Linked DNA regions of Mus musculus: region 1 is linked to region 2. The links are chromatin contacts, called in public Hi-C maps. All regions are on one chromosome and are shown on one strand. The core of a region is the stretch at or near the end of the contact, and the rest is flanking DNA. Distances in the headings are between cores, read along the strand shown.

Region 1 (6,647 bases), core at 1,070-3,569, 95 kb before region 2:
TTGTATGCCATTTGATTTCATTTAATTCAAGAGTATATTGGATTTCTTCAGAAAGATTGATGATGATGATGATGCTCTATTGGAAAAGGTCAAAATTTACATTTCATGTCATTAAGCACAATCATTTTTTAAATCCATATATAATGTGTATATAATGTATATAATCATTTTTAAAATCCATATATATATATGTGTGTGTGTGTGTGTGTGTGTATGTATACATACATACACACACACACACACACACACACACATATATATGAAAAGATTTGATGCATGGTTAAACCTTCTCCATCAGCTACCTGAGAGGGAAAAGGCGCATAAAGGCATGCCAAGACAAACATGGCTTTTAATTATAAACATCTTAAGAGTTTGAATCCAGAGTATGGTCTTTCCCCTTATAAAATGCTACTTAAGCTACCTTACTTAAATTAAGCTAAGACACTAAGTGTGACTGGTGTATGTCTTAGCTCTGCGGAAATGTCAACTGTCTGTGATGATGTTCGCAGGCAGCCATGCTCTTCAGCTCTGGAGTCTTCTGGGTGGGCTTGCTCTCCATCCCTGTGGCGTCCTTGCTTCTGGATGTGCTGTACAAAGTGTGAGTATGTGATCTTTGGCTAAAAACGAAGTAACACGCACGCACGCACGCACGCATGCACGCACGTCACCCCTCGGGGCCCTGTGGTTCCCAAACATGTAAACTGTGCAAAATAGGTACCAGTGGTATTTACCAATTTTAAAGAAGGGAGGCATGAATCAAGAATGAGAAAACTAAATTAGTTTAAAAAGCAAAATGAGAAATAAAGTGGGTGTGTTCAGGTGACGTCAAGGAGAGGTGCCTTGATTGGATTGGAGAAAATATCATCAGAAAATATCTGATCTTTAGAAATCACTTGCAAGACCTCAAAACAGAAAGGAAATGATTTTCACCTCCAAACATATCTTTTACGTATTGTGAAAAGAAATTTCTTGCTTCCCTGGTTCTAAATATATATAAAATATAAAGGCAACAAAAACTTTGCAATTTTTCTTAATAGTTATATTTTTAAATATTTTCTTGTAATATAGCTATTAAAGTTAATGTTTATTTAGCAGCTATTTTAGTATTATAAAATCTCAGTTAGTTGTTAAGACTATTGTCCCTATATTGCTAAATAAAAGTGTCCTAGCTTTTTAAGATTTGTGAAAGCTCTCCTTGTCCCTTGTTAAGGCCCTGCTTGCCAGCAGCGAGACAGTAAGCCACATGCCCGCATCCTTGTCTTCCTAGGAGAGTTTCCATGCAGATCCTCTTCTCTCCACAGCATCAAGAGGACGGCCTTTAAAACCTTAGTGGATGAAGTTCAGGAGCTTGAGGCGAAATCTCAAGACCCGGGCGCAGTCGTACTTGGAAAGAGGTAAAAAGCAGATGGAACATGTTCTTTCAAAAGAGAATTTTACATTTTGTTCTTACCGGTGGTGGGAAATAAGCCATATAGCTGGCATTTATCATCTGACTTGGGACTGGTGGTATTGTTGACAGATTTTGGAATCAGAGAGGTAGGGGCTCAAGACAGATCTAGCATTAAATAGTCTGTTATCTTAGACAAGTTCTTAATGAACAGAGCCTCAATTTTTTCATCAATAAAATGGGACTCACATGCCTCCTTTAAACTGGCTGTAATGCTTAAGTGAAACAATGGAAACAAGGAGAGACCGACCTTTAGTCAAAGCACTTAGGTGGCTGAGGCAAGTAATCGTAAGTTAGAGGCCAGCCTCTGCTGCATGGGAAATGTCAGGCCAACCTCAGTTACCTATTAAGACCTTGTCTCTAAAGACAAACTAAAGAACTGAAAGAGAGACTATAAAATACGTAGCATAGTGTCAAGCGTTTGTTGTTTTATAACAATTTTTTTTAAGGAAAAGAATTTTTATCTCGAAACAGTATTAATAATTTTTAAAGGTCTGAAATCAGAATTACGGTTTGTGCTTTCAGCCTAGTGAAGTCTTAGGAACCAGCCTAGACCCAGGTCATCCAAAGAGTGAGTTCCACTTTCCAGGCTTTTTTCCTTACCACCCCATCCTCTGAAACCACAAGGCTAGATGGCTGATAAATGTACTACATGCACAAAAGAAAATCACCTACAAGCAATCCAGAATAAGACATAACCACGCAGCTAGCACTGGGGACGCACTTCATTTCCCTCTCATCCTGCTAGCCAGCCCAGAGGCTTTGTTTAAAGCCCTTAGGAAACACTTTTTTATCAAGCAGTATGTCACCTTAGTCTTGCTTCAGCATTTTTTATTCAGTTTGACGGACTGGTATTGATGTTAGAGTGGGAGCTGAAGCTGAGGCCCTGACCTCCGAGCCTTACAGCCTCTCATTGGTTCAGAGCAGCCCATGTGACACTACTGTGGAGCTATGTTTTGAACTTAATGGTCCCAGCATATCTCCAGTATATCCGGTCACTCGGGCTCCTCGCTGTGCTCTGTATACACAGATCCACTGAACCCAGACAGCAGCACAATGCCAACAGGTCCTGTCCAGTTGAGAACACGGGGGCTCGGAGAGATTGGGTCCCAAAAATTGTCAGCCTTGAACCTAGGCCAGTTGATTGAAGAGATCCTGCTCCAAAGAATAGTTCAGCATCACAGGGTTCATTAAATGAAAGCGCCTTTTCTGTGGCCTGGGACCTACGTTCTTTCTGTCTTTGTTTTCTCTCTTTCAGTGATACAAAGGGTAAAGAAACATTCTAGCTCATGAAACTAAATAAAGTAAGAAATAGAAGAGAAGGGCCACTGATGATACTGTTTCTGTGTTTCGAGTATATTCTCCTTTGCAAGTATGTTGCCAAGGCCTGCATTCACCCCTCCTTGTCATTTACCAGTTACTGACAAGGTCGCCTAGGACTGAAATGATGGACTCCAGATCCTAATCATTCTATGAGTCAGCAATGTGTGTAGCCCCTTCCACTAAATAAAAAATAAACCAGCAGGGCCTGGAAAGAGGGCTTAGGGGTTAAGAGCACTTGTCACTCTTGCACAGGACCTGCTTTGGATGCCCAGCACCCACATGGCAACTCACAGCCATCAATAAATCCAATCCCAGGGGCTCTGTCACCCCCCTCTTGACCTCCACCAACACCAAGCATGTAGGCTGTGCACCTGCATACATGCAGACAAAACACAGGACACATAAAATAAAGTTTGAAAAATCAGTGGGTGAATGTAAACCAGAAAGAACCGGATTATACCCCCATAGAACTACTCTATTTAAAAGACTTCAGATATCCACCCCACCCCACCCCACCCCACCCTGCAGTTTTCCCAGCTCTTTTGCCTTTTAAAATATCTATTCAGCTTTCTTCCGGGAATGAGTTATACCTAAGTAAATACTACAAGCCAAGCCCTGGTCCAGCACATACCTGCATTCTTGCTGCTCACTGGTGGCTTCCTGCTAAAAGAGCAGCTCGAGGAGGGGCAAAGCAGAAGGGTCTGCAGGAGACAGCAACAGGGCAGGAAAGCTGTCCTGCTAACCTAGATGTTTATCAAACAGCCATAACAAACAGGGTGAATTCAAAAACCAGAGGCCAGAGCTGGAAGACAGCTTAGGGGAGAAAAGCATTTGCCGTGTAAGCGTTAGGACCAGGGGGAAGTCTCCAGCACCACGTCAAAAGCTGGGTGTGCTCACCCATGCCTGCAACCCCTGCACGGTGGAGGGGTGGAGGCTGGAAGATTGTCGGGGCTTGCTAAAGTCAGCCTGTTTCCAAATTTAGTGAAAGATGCTGTCTGTAAAGAATAAGGTGGGAAGTGATGCAGCACGACCCCTGATGGTCTCATGCCCTTCACAGTGTTTGAATAGGCACACACTCAAAAACTATCTTGGGGTGTGGGGGATGGTGAGGGGTTATGGAGAGACTGTTGGCTATTGCTGGAGTATGTGTGATGTGTATCTTATGGTGTCTAGGTAAATAATGATAATGAGACTCACAGTTTGCTACTCAGCTGTGGCCATTAGCCAGCAGAGCTAGCTAATCGGTTTCTTAACAGATCTGAGTTCAGGGTCTTTGGGTCAGGCTTCATCGACTTTCCCACTGTTTGTCGCATAGTCTCAGCATATAGACGAGACTAGGGACTATGGGTGACAGATGATTTGTTCATGGAGGAACGCGATGACACTTGCTCCCAGCTTCTTAGTATTGTTTCTTAGTGGAAAGCAATTTTGGCATTGTCCTAGAACTAACAAAATTATATCTTCCAGTTTCTCCTGTGGTATTTATGTCAATATGGCAGGACATAGTCTGTGGGAAATACCATATAGAAAAGCTATTCTGGGGCTAAGATGGATTGCCAGTATAGTTCCATGGAATCTTTAGCGCCTGGGTTCAGATCACATTAAAAGCCAGGCATAGCAGAGCATGACTATAAACCCTGGCTGTGAGGCCAGAGACTGGCAGATCCCCAAAGCTCATCTGTTGAGCCAGACCCTTGCTCAGTGAGCTTTCAGTTGACTGACAAGATCCTGTCTCAGAAATTAAACGTAGAGGATGATCAAAAACAGGCACACCATCCATCCTTCCACGTGTTCATGCACACATGTAGACAACTACACTAGTGAATAACATTCGCCAAAAATACAGCACAACACGTATGTACATATGCACACAGTAATTTTTGCAATATTTTTTGTAAGGGCTTTTCTTCAGAGTGCCCATCACTACCGTGAAAGGGGATGGAGTATTACTTCCTCCTAGGCAGAGATTAGGCCCATTAGGGTTGTGGTTCATTCTTTCAGCAGCACTGCTTTCTCACCATGCTGTACATTAACCCTTTCATGACTAGATGTGTGTTTACTTATAGAGGAAAGGGTTTGTCTCAGTTTACAGGTTACCATCATCCAGGGAAGCCAGGGCTGGAACTGAAGGCAGAAACCATGGAGGAGTGTTACTTACTGGTTTCCTTTCTCTGGTCAGCTACTTTTTATGGAGGAATGTTACTGGTTTCCTTTCTCTGGTACTTTCTTACAGAGTCAAGGTCCACCAGCTCAGGGTGCCATGACACCAGCTCAGGCCCATGGCCCACAGTAGGCTGAGCCCTACCACATTAATTAGCAATCAAGAAAACACCCCCACAGAGTTGCCCTCAGACCAGCCTCACGGAGGCAGTTCCTCGGTTAACATTCCCTCTTCTTGTGTATGCCTAGGTTTAAGTCAAGTTGATGAAAACTAACCAGCTCACCAAACCAATAAATGCCACTTTACTGTCCTTCAAAAGTGACCAAAATTCCTTTAAAATAAAACATTCTTTGACTGTATATGAGTTTTTACCAACTGTAACATATTTCTGTGTTTCTAGAAGAAATACTATAGTTAAATACAATGTCTTTTCATTTACTTCCAGCAAATACCTAAGTTAAATGATTGCCATGAGTTAGAAATGAAGCAACAGTGTCTAACTGATAGTTACTGTGTGATTAAACAGGCTTGGAATTTGCATATCTTGGTATGTAAATGAAAGGCCCTACAAGACTGAGAGAAACTGCTCCCTAAGAATTGTAATAGATGTGGTTTTAGTGTGGTTTTAGTGTTCCTTCTCTTTCTCTCTTTTATCACACTGAGTAAAGCTATCCAACAACAAACACCCTAAACTTTTACTATACTATATACTATATATATGTTATCCACATACTATAATGGGACACAGTAGTATTCTTAGTCCCCATAAACATGAATGATATAAAAGTACATCAATTTTGAAATGATAAATGATTTCCTAAGGATCGATAGAGACAGAGATATCCAGCTCACCATCACTTCTCATTTATGAAGCACCCTGCTACAGATGGTGTTTATATTCTGGAGTGGGGACTCTGATACAGAAAAACAGAGAGTCACCAAGAAAAGAACAGGGCAACAAAAACGTACTTGTTTTCTCAGCATGAGGTGGAATGAGGGTGTCAGGAATTAAAATCCATGTGCAGCAGTAGCTCTCTCACACCAAGCCAATGTTAAGCACAAGCGGAGGCATCAAAAGAAGAAGAAAAGGAAAGAAAAGAAAAAGGGAAAAAAAAAAAAACATCCTTACAAAGTACCTTTTCTAATAAAATCCCTGGGGTCTGGGAGACATGGGTGGGAGGGACCAGCACTCGTTGACTACTTTCTGAGTGTCAATCACTTTGTTGACAAGTGGCTAAACCCTCCCTATGTGCCAGAGTGTTATGTATTGTCCTCCCATTATAAGTGAGATGACCAAGGAAGGTTTGTCTATTGTGACCCAGCTAACAAGTAGCAGACTCAGAATTGAGTCAAAACCAGACTTCAAGGTCTATGCTCTTTCCTGATGGCTGTGCTGCTTTCCCAAGAAAGCAGTGCTAAAAGATAGATAGATGGATCGATGGATGGATAGATAGCAAAAGAAAGCAGCATGTTTTGTATTTCAATTGCTGAATTATAGAGGATAAAGTCCATCCCTAAACTTCTTCAAATATTGGAAGGCCACCCTGAAATCTAGAAAAAAGAATGTGAGGGAGAAGCTGCCAGAATATTCCTTTGTGATCCCCAGATTGACCCATGCTCAAGGCCCGAACTCTCAAACTCCCTGAAGGAGTCACCCATTTTAGTTCCCTTAGTGTCTCAGAGCTGTAACGTAGATCATTTAAAGAGAAGGAGGAA
Region 2 (6,441 bases), core at 3,412-5,911:
AATTAGGGGGAGGGTCCATTGTGGGTGGTGCCATCCCTGGGCTGCTAGTCTTGGGTTCTATAAGAAAGCAAGCTGAGCAAGCCAGTAAGCAGCATCCCTCCATGGCCTCTGCATCAGCTCCTGCTTCCTGCCCTGCTTGAGTTCCAGTCCCGACTTCATTTGGTGATGAACAGCATTGTGGAAGTATAAGCTAAATAAACCCTTTCCTCCCCAGCTTGCTGCTTGGTCATGCTGTTTGTGCAGGAATAGAGACCCTGACTAAGACACAGCCCAAGCTCATGCTTACAGAATCTCAGATGAGAAGGTACCCGGGCCTGTGCTGAGCCTCACCTGTCTCCTCAGCAGGGTTGATCTGTCATAAAAAAAAGTCAGGAACAAAACCAGAAGATGGTTCTCTGAATAAATAAGCGCTGGATCAAGTAGGTCTCAGTTGACATGCGCTTCGTAGAATAAAGGCTACACTAGATGTGTGCTTCATGGGATAACACTAAAAGAGAACACTTGGCTGAAGGGGAGACTCCCACAAAATACAATTCCTTTTTTATTGCAAGTGCAACACATACTGAGAAGTGTAGAAAAGTTCAAATAACCCATAATCATATCAACTACAGTCTTGTTAACACCTTAGCATATTTACTACCATATAAAAAAATCCACACACGACTAAACAACCTTAACTTCAAACATAAAGGGAAAAACGAACATTTTAAATGAGAAAAATCCACACATAAACATTACATAATTAGAAATTCTATCACTGTACTTAAGACCCTGTCAAATAGAGTCACGGACTAGAATGGGATAGCGCCTCTCTGTGCTGGAACTGAGGGTGAGTTGGTGTGTTTGGAAGGAATGTTGGTGGAGGTGTGACACTGCCTGTGGAGATCTTGAACAGCCCTCTCTGAATCAGGGTCACCCTAGTGGCATTCCTATTTGTATCTGGTTGTTGCTCTCCATGTTCCCAGGACTTGTGGGATCATCTGGAGGGTGGCCAACGAGGCCAGTGGGTGGACAGCTTCTCCAGTGGCCCAGTGCCAGCAGCCCATTAACACTCCCCGGTCCCTCACTGAAGAGAAGACAGGCCCCTCTATTGCTGTATGGACTGTGAATGTAGGCTGGGTCAGAGACGAAGACAGGCTCTTATAGGAGCCCCAGAGAGCACTGTTCTGGTGGAGAACGTTTCCATGTCTCCATCTCTAAAACTCTGACTAAAGAACGGAGCTACTAGGCCAGTCACCTGGAACATGAAAAAATACCTCATTGGGGTCTCGAGCCAGGCAGTGGCCTGAGCCAATGGCTGTATATCCCAAACACAGTGTCCTTTATCATCGGTCCTCAACCTTCCTGATGTCATGACCCTTTATACAGTTCTTCATGTTGTGGTGATCCTAACCAGAAAATTATTTTCATTGCAACTTCATAACGGTACTTCTGCTACTGTAATGAATCATAACGTAAGGATCTGATATGCATCCCCCACGGAGTTACAACCGACAGGTTGAGAACCACTGGCTAGGGCCTAGGCAGAGGAAAGAGCTGGCCAAATCAACATCTTCAAGTAGCCATTTCAATGGGTTCTAGGATGGCAGGCTCAGGCAACGGCTGTGCACCTCTAACTCCAAGTCTCTGGAGGATGGGGTGGGGTTCAACTCCTCTTGGAAAGAAGATCATGGGAATCTTAGCAGACACCCAACCTTCTGGATTCAAATCCTACTCTATCATGCGCTACTCAGTAGCATGCTGGAAGCAATATCTTACTCTTTCTGTGCCTCTGATACAGGGACAATAAAAGTTCTAGTGTTGTGGTTGTGGGAACGACTGCAGTGACAATATCCATAAAATGTTGCACAAAGTACCTGGAGCTAAGTGTTCCATAATTTCTAGATATGATAATACGTAAGCCAGAGTCACCTCCTCCCATCACAGTCACGTGCACACCAGTGTCTCAAAACTGCATTAGAATGCTGGTCAGAAGTCTTCCACACGGCCCTGAAATGCCAGGCAGCCCGTAGCATGAGGGTGGGACACGCTCCTGGCTCTGTCTAGAGTCTTGTAAAATCCTTCCCATACATACTGGAGAGTCTCCCTGTGCCTCTGCTTCTGCAGGACCAGAAGGCAGTGTGCACAAGGTGCTCTCTCTCTGACAAGCCTTCTGAGGGACCCATACTTAAACACTCTCACGCCATGACACTGAAGCCCTGTGCCCATGGGTGGGTTTCTGTCTAGTCAGTCATGCCCTTCTTTATGGAGAATACCAAGTAGAGACTCTTGGCCTGACTGGGAAAGCGGTGTCTACCACAGACTGTGACAGCATCTTTCTCTTCTTTCTTCTCCCGGTCATCAGCATATCCTACCCCAAAACTCTATTTCCCCTGGACCTCCACTCTGAAACGGAGACCCTTTATCAGCTCATGCAAATAGATTTAAGGTAGGAGTAGGGAGTGCTAGCTATACATTAGAATTATCTAAAATGGTAATTCAAGCCCAGCCAGACTAGCCTACATAATGTCTCATTTAACCCACCTGGCTCCCACTAAGTAGCTTTTATTATTATCTCTGCTTTAGAGGTAAGGAAACTGAAGGCCAGAGAGGTCATGGGATCCACTCACTGTTATAAGGTGTTAAGTATTGAGGAACATCCAATTTGGGCATGGTTTATTACAGAATCTACGTTCATTGCCACAAGTCAGGTACCTCAGAGCTAATGTGATCCCACTTCGCAATGGTTAGAATGAGAACTACTCAAAGCAATCAAATATTAAGATGTAATCAGATTTTATCAAAGCATAGCTACACAAAGAACATAGTGAGGTAAATAAAATATGAGTCAATATATTTATCAAAAGTGATCAAAGTATAATTAGGACAGGTAATCAAATCAATCAAAGATTAATATGCATTAGCTTTTTCAACATCTAATTATAGAGCATGTAATCAAAATATAATGGCAAAAGGGATAAGAACAGTAAGTCTTTAAAGTTTCTAATCTAAAACTTCAATTTTCTCCTCCGTGCAGAAGCAACTCCAGGCTTCATGGGATGTTATGGGTATATTCTTGGTCCCATGAGCACCCTCAGCGTGCACATATAAATCGTCCTCTAGATTATGGGATTGAAAGAGAGTTTATAGCTGATTCCATTAAGCCAGCAATAGGGGGGTGGCACCCACCCTTAACCCCAGCACTTGCAGACAGAGGCAGGCAAATCTCCCAGTTCAAGGCCAGCCTGGTCTACAGAGTGAATTCTAGGAAAGCCACGGCTACACAGAGAAATTCTGTTTCAAAAACAAAATAATAATAATAATAATAATAATAATAATAATAATAATTAATGGTGATTACATCAGGCTAGCAGGTACCTGTGGTGAAGAAATCCTACATGCAATCACCTCTACTACCTGTTTTTATTAAATTAAACCCAAATTTTAAAAATTAATTATTAAGCTCATATTTTGTGTAAGACTGATGTCACATTCTAGAAACACAGGCACTAGCAATTGTTCTTGGCCTTATCCTGGCTGCCGGAAAAGACAGGCCAGCAGCTCTCAGAACACAACGCTCCAGTGTGAAGAGCTCAGTAGAACACTGTGGAGAACACGTGTAGGGAGAAGTATTGCCACAGAAATCCCAAAATGGCTCAGAACAACAGCCACTTTGTTCCTAGGGCTATTTCTCTTCTCCAAAAGTCCCCGCCCCAACTCAGAAGTGAAGGGATGTTCCCAGGCCTTATGGTGGCTACGAACTGTTGGTCCAGAGCTGTGTTCTTACTGTTTAATAGCGGATACAATGGATTACTGTAACTTGTAACTCCCTACTGCTGGAGGCTTATTCTGACCCTAGAGTCTTCTTTATTCTTCTACCCCAGCGTTCAGAGTCTTGAAGGTACCCTGTACACATCCTGGCTTCGCAGGTCCATCCATCACCTCGATAACTAACTCGGATACGTTCCATGTACCCTGACTGGGCCCATGACTAGCTCCGTGTTAAACGAGGGCCTTCTTGAAGGGATTGGCAGTTTTCCGAGTAGTCCTCGTGAAAGAAGCAATAAGCCACGCTAACACAGGAGTCCACATACCTGCGTGGGCGTTGTCTCTCTCCCGGCACCTTCCATCCACATCTAGGAGGGGAGCCGGCTCTGTAGCTCAGCAACTTCTCTCATTCTTCTCGAGCCTCGCCTCCGCCCCAGCTCCCAGGAACTACAGGAGACCACTCAGCACGTCCCAAGCCTCTACCCTTGAGGTTTGCAACCAAATTCTCAGTCCAGATCGCAAATTCAAACACACTCCACTGCTCTTGAAATGGACAGGTGCCCTTTATCATTCACAAAGCCCCATTTTCTCTCTACAGAGCCTACCTTGAGAGGCCCCTGTTTCTTTATGGAACTTAAGTTCCTATTTTAAAATTTTAACTTAAGTGCTAAATTCTGCTGAGATGTCCCTGTCTTAATCTGGGGAAGACGCTGTTCAAGCAGCAAAGAGGAGACAAATACGCTCGTGCATTCTAAAAGGCGGCAATCCGGATCTCTTATGTTCACCAATTTAACTGTCCAAGCCATAACACGTCACTGTCTGCTTCCTTCTGCAACCTTTCTGAGAGGAAAAACGTCTATTCCGAAGCACTTTTGGGGTGTTGTTGGGTCAGATCCCTAAACGGTCTTTAGGTCAACAACTGACCTAAACTGAGGGTCAACAACTAATCATTTTCATTCATACAATACAACGACGTTACTGGGCAGAGCCAGACCGTGGCCGATGGTGATTCCACAAAGTAAGTAGAAGTCACAGGCAACATCAGAATCACCGTGAGAGAAGGCTACTGGACATTGCCCAGAAAGCAGAAGGACCTGGAGAGAAAAGAAACAGCTGCAGAAAGAGAAACAAAACCCCCCAAAGAACCAATTTCCTAGGGAGTCAGACTGCTGAGTAGCTCCGCCTGCAGGTCTCTGCAGTCATTGCTTCTCTTCGTAACTGATTTTCAGATTACTATATATTCTCCTTTACCAGTGATTGAGATGTTGAGAAAAGATGATAGGTAGATGATAGATAGATAGATAGATAGATAGATAGATAGATAGATAGATAGATAGATGATAGATAGATAGATAGATAGATAGATAGATAGATAGATAGATAGATCTATCATTCAATCACTTTGCCTACACAGGAGACCTCTAGAAAAATAAAGTCATTCTAGATAGATAGATAGATAGATAGATAGATAGATAGATAGATAGATAGATAGATAGATGATAGATAGACAGACGGACAGAGGTCAAGGCCCTTTGCTTTACCAAAATCGTCGGAGCCTCTCGGAAGCATCCTTTGTAAGCTCTAGGTGTAGAACTCAAACCAAGTAAACTGCTCTTTGAAATCCCAATAAAGCTCACTGCGTTCTCTTGCAGTAAACACCCAACCCACCTTATTATAAATGGCTTCCAAAATGATACTAAGGTCCACCACCGACAGTATGAAGCTGAACTTTTTGCTTACACGTGAGGCAGGGCGCCACCATATAAAGACTCAGTATGCTTCAGGAGCAGGTCAGGAATGAATACGAATACAACGTATACTGATCGCATCCATCTCTACTCTTCCCACGCCAACTTCTCCCGTACCCTCCTCTCTCTCTCCGGCTTCTTCCATACCCCACCCCACCCCCAGCTCTCTTCAAACTTTGTAGCTGAGGTACGTTTTAAAAGGATCACTCTGATTATTGGAAAGTGATTGGGCAGGGCCATGACTTAGAGGCAGAGGACAAAGTTACACCACTCCCGATGCTGAAATCTATTCACTTTTGCATTCTTCTCGATCCAGCAAATGCAAATTCATGGTTCCAGAACCTAAGGCCTGAACACCTCTCAACTCACCCAGACCCCATATTCTTTACAAACCACCCTTGCAGGCCAACAGACATATCCCTCTCTCTGACCTCAGGCCGGGAGTTGGGGGTTGAGCCCGGCACCGTGTCAACTGGGGAGACCCAGAAGCAGAGCAGATCTTGGGAAACAAAATGCTAATCCACCCAGCCACCCAAGCTGTGACTGACTCCCCTGTACACTGAGCTGATCCAAGTAAAACACAGGCCTTTCAAAACAGCAAGGAATGCTCGCCTGGAGTGTGCGCTAACGAGTCCAAAGCCAATTATGTCTCATCTGATCTAACCAAAGCTGATTTCCTCCGGTGGCCCAGCGAGAGGTCAAATGGCCATTCCTGAGGGTTTCCACGGAGCTAAGCCAGAACACGGAGTTCCTGGAGTGTCCCTCGGGCCCACAGACCAACTGCGGAAGAGCTAAGCAGTCGAAGTTTTTAATTTCCCTCCCTCTCTTGATAATTATAAATACAACACTGCAAATTCCCTAAGAGGTAAGTGAGGGTTCACTGCTCACTCGCAAAGGAAACGAAAGGAAATCTTCCATATTTCTCTTTACCACATGTGCCAGATTT

The links. A called contact is a pair of places that touch in the nucleus more often than the background predicts.
Region 1: a contact with region 2 is called in a Hi-C map of the N1E-115 cell line, with 2.3 times the contacts expected there. The contact joins two enhancer-like sites. A contact is called at or near these places in 2 of 39 promoter capture datasets (the C10 cell line and liver), 5 of 484 Hi-C or Micro-C datasets (the N1E-115 cell line, cerebral cortex, cortical neurons and 2 more) and 1 of 115 datasets of contacts at active chromatin or transcription factors (epiblast stem cells).

The regions. Positions count from the first base shown.
Region 1 is chr5:67,625,438-67,632,084 of GRCm38.p6, reverse strand. It overlaps Atp8a1 (ATPase, aminophospholipid transporter (APLT), class I, type 8A, member 1), which reads left to right. Exons shown (of 37, transcript NM_001038999.2): 34 at 510-598; 35 at 1,302-1,394. Among named protein-coding and RNA genes, the nearest start is that of Gm15478, 11 kb to the left of the region's middle. Within about 2 kb of position 2,319, at least 5 of the 459 cell types and tissues checked have an H3K27ac peak or open chromatin away from gene starts, as enhancers often do. A contact at or near this core is called in the N1E-115 cell line, where this site is marked.
Region 2 is chr5:67,532,726-67,539,166 of GRCm38.p6, reverse strand. No RefSeq gene overlaps it. Among named protein-coding and RNA genes, the nearest start is that of Shisa3, 72 kb to the left of the region's middle. Within about 2 kb of position 4,661, at least 26 of the 459 cell types and tissues checked have an H3K27ac peak or open chromatin away from gene starts, as enhancers often do. A contact at or near this core is called in the N1E-115 cell line, where this site is marked.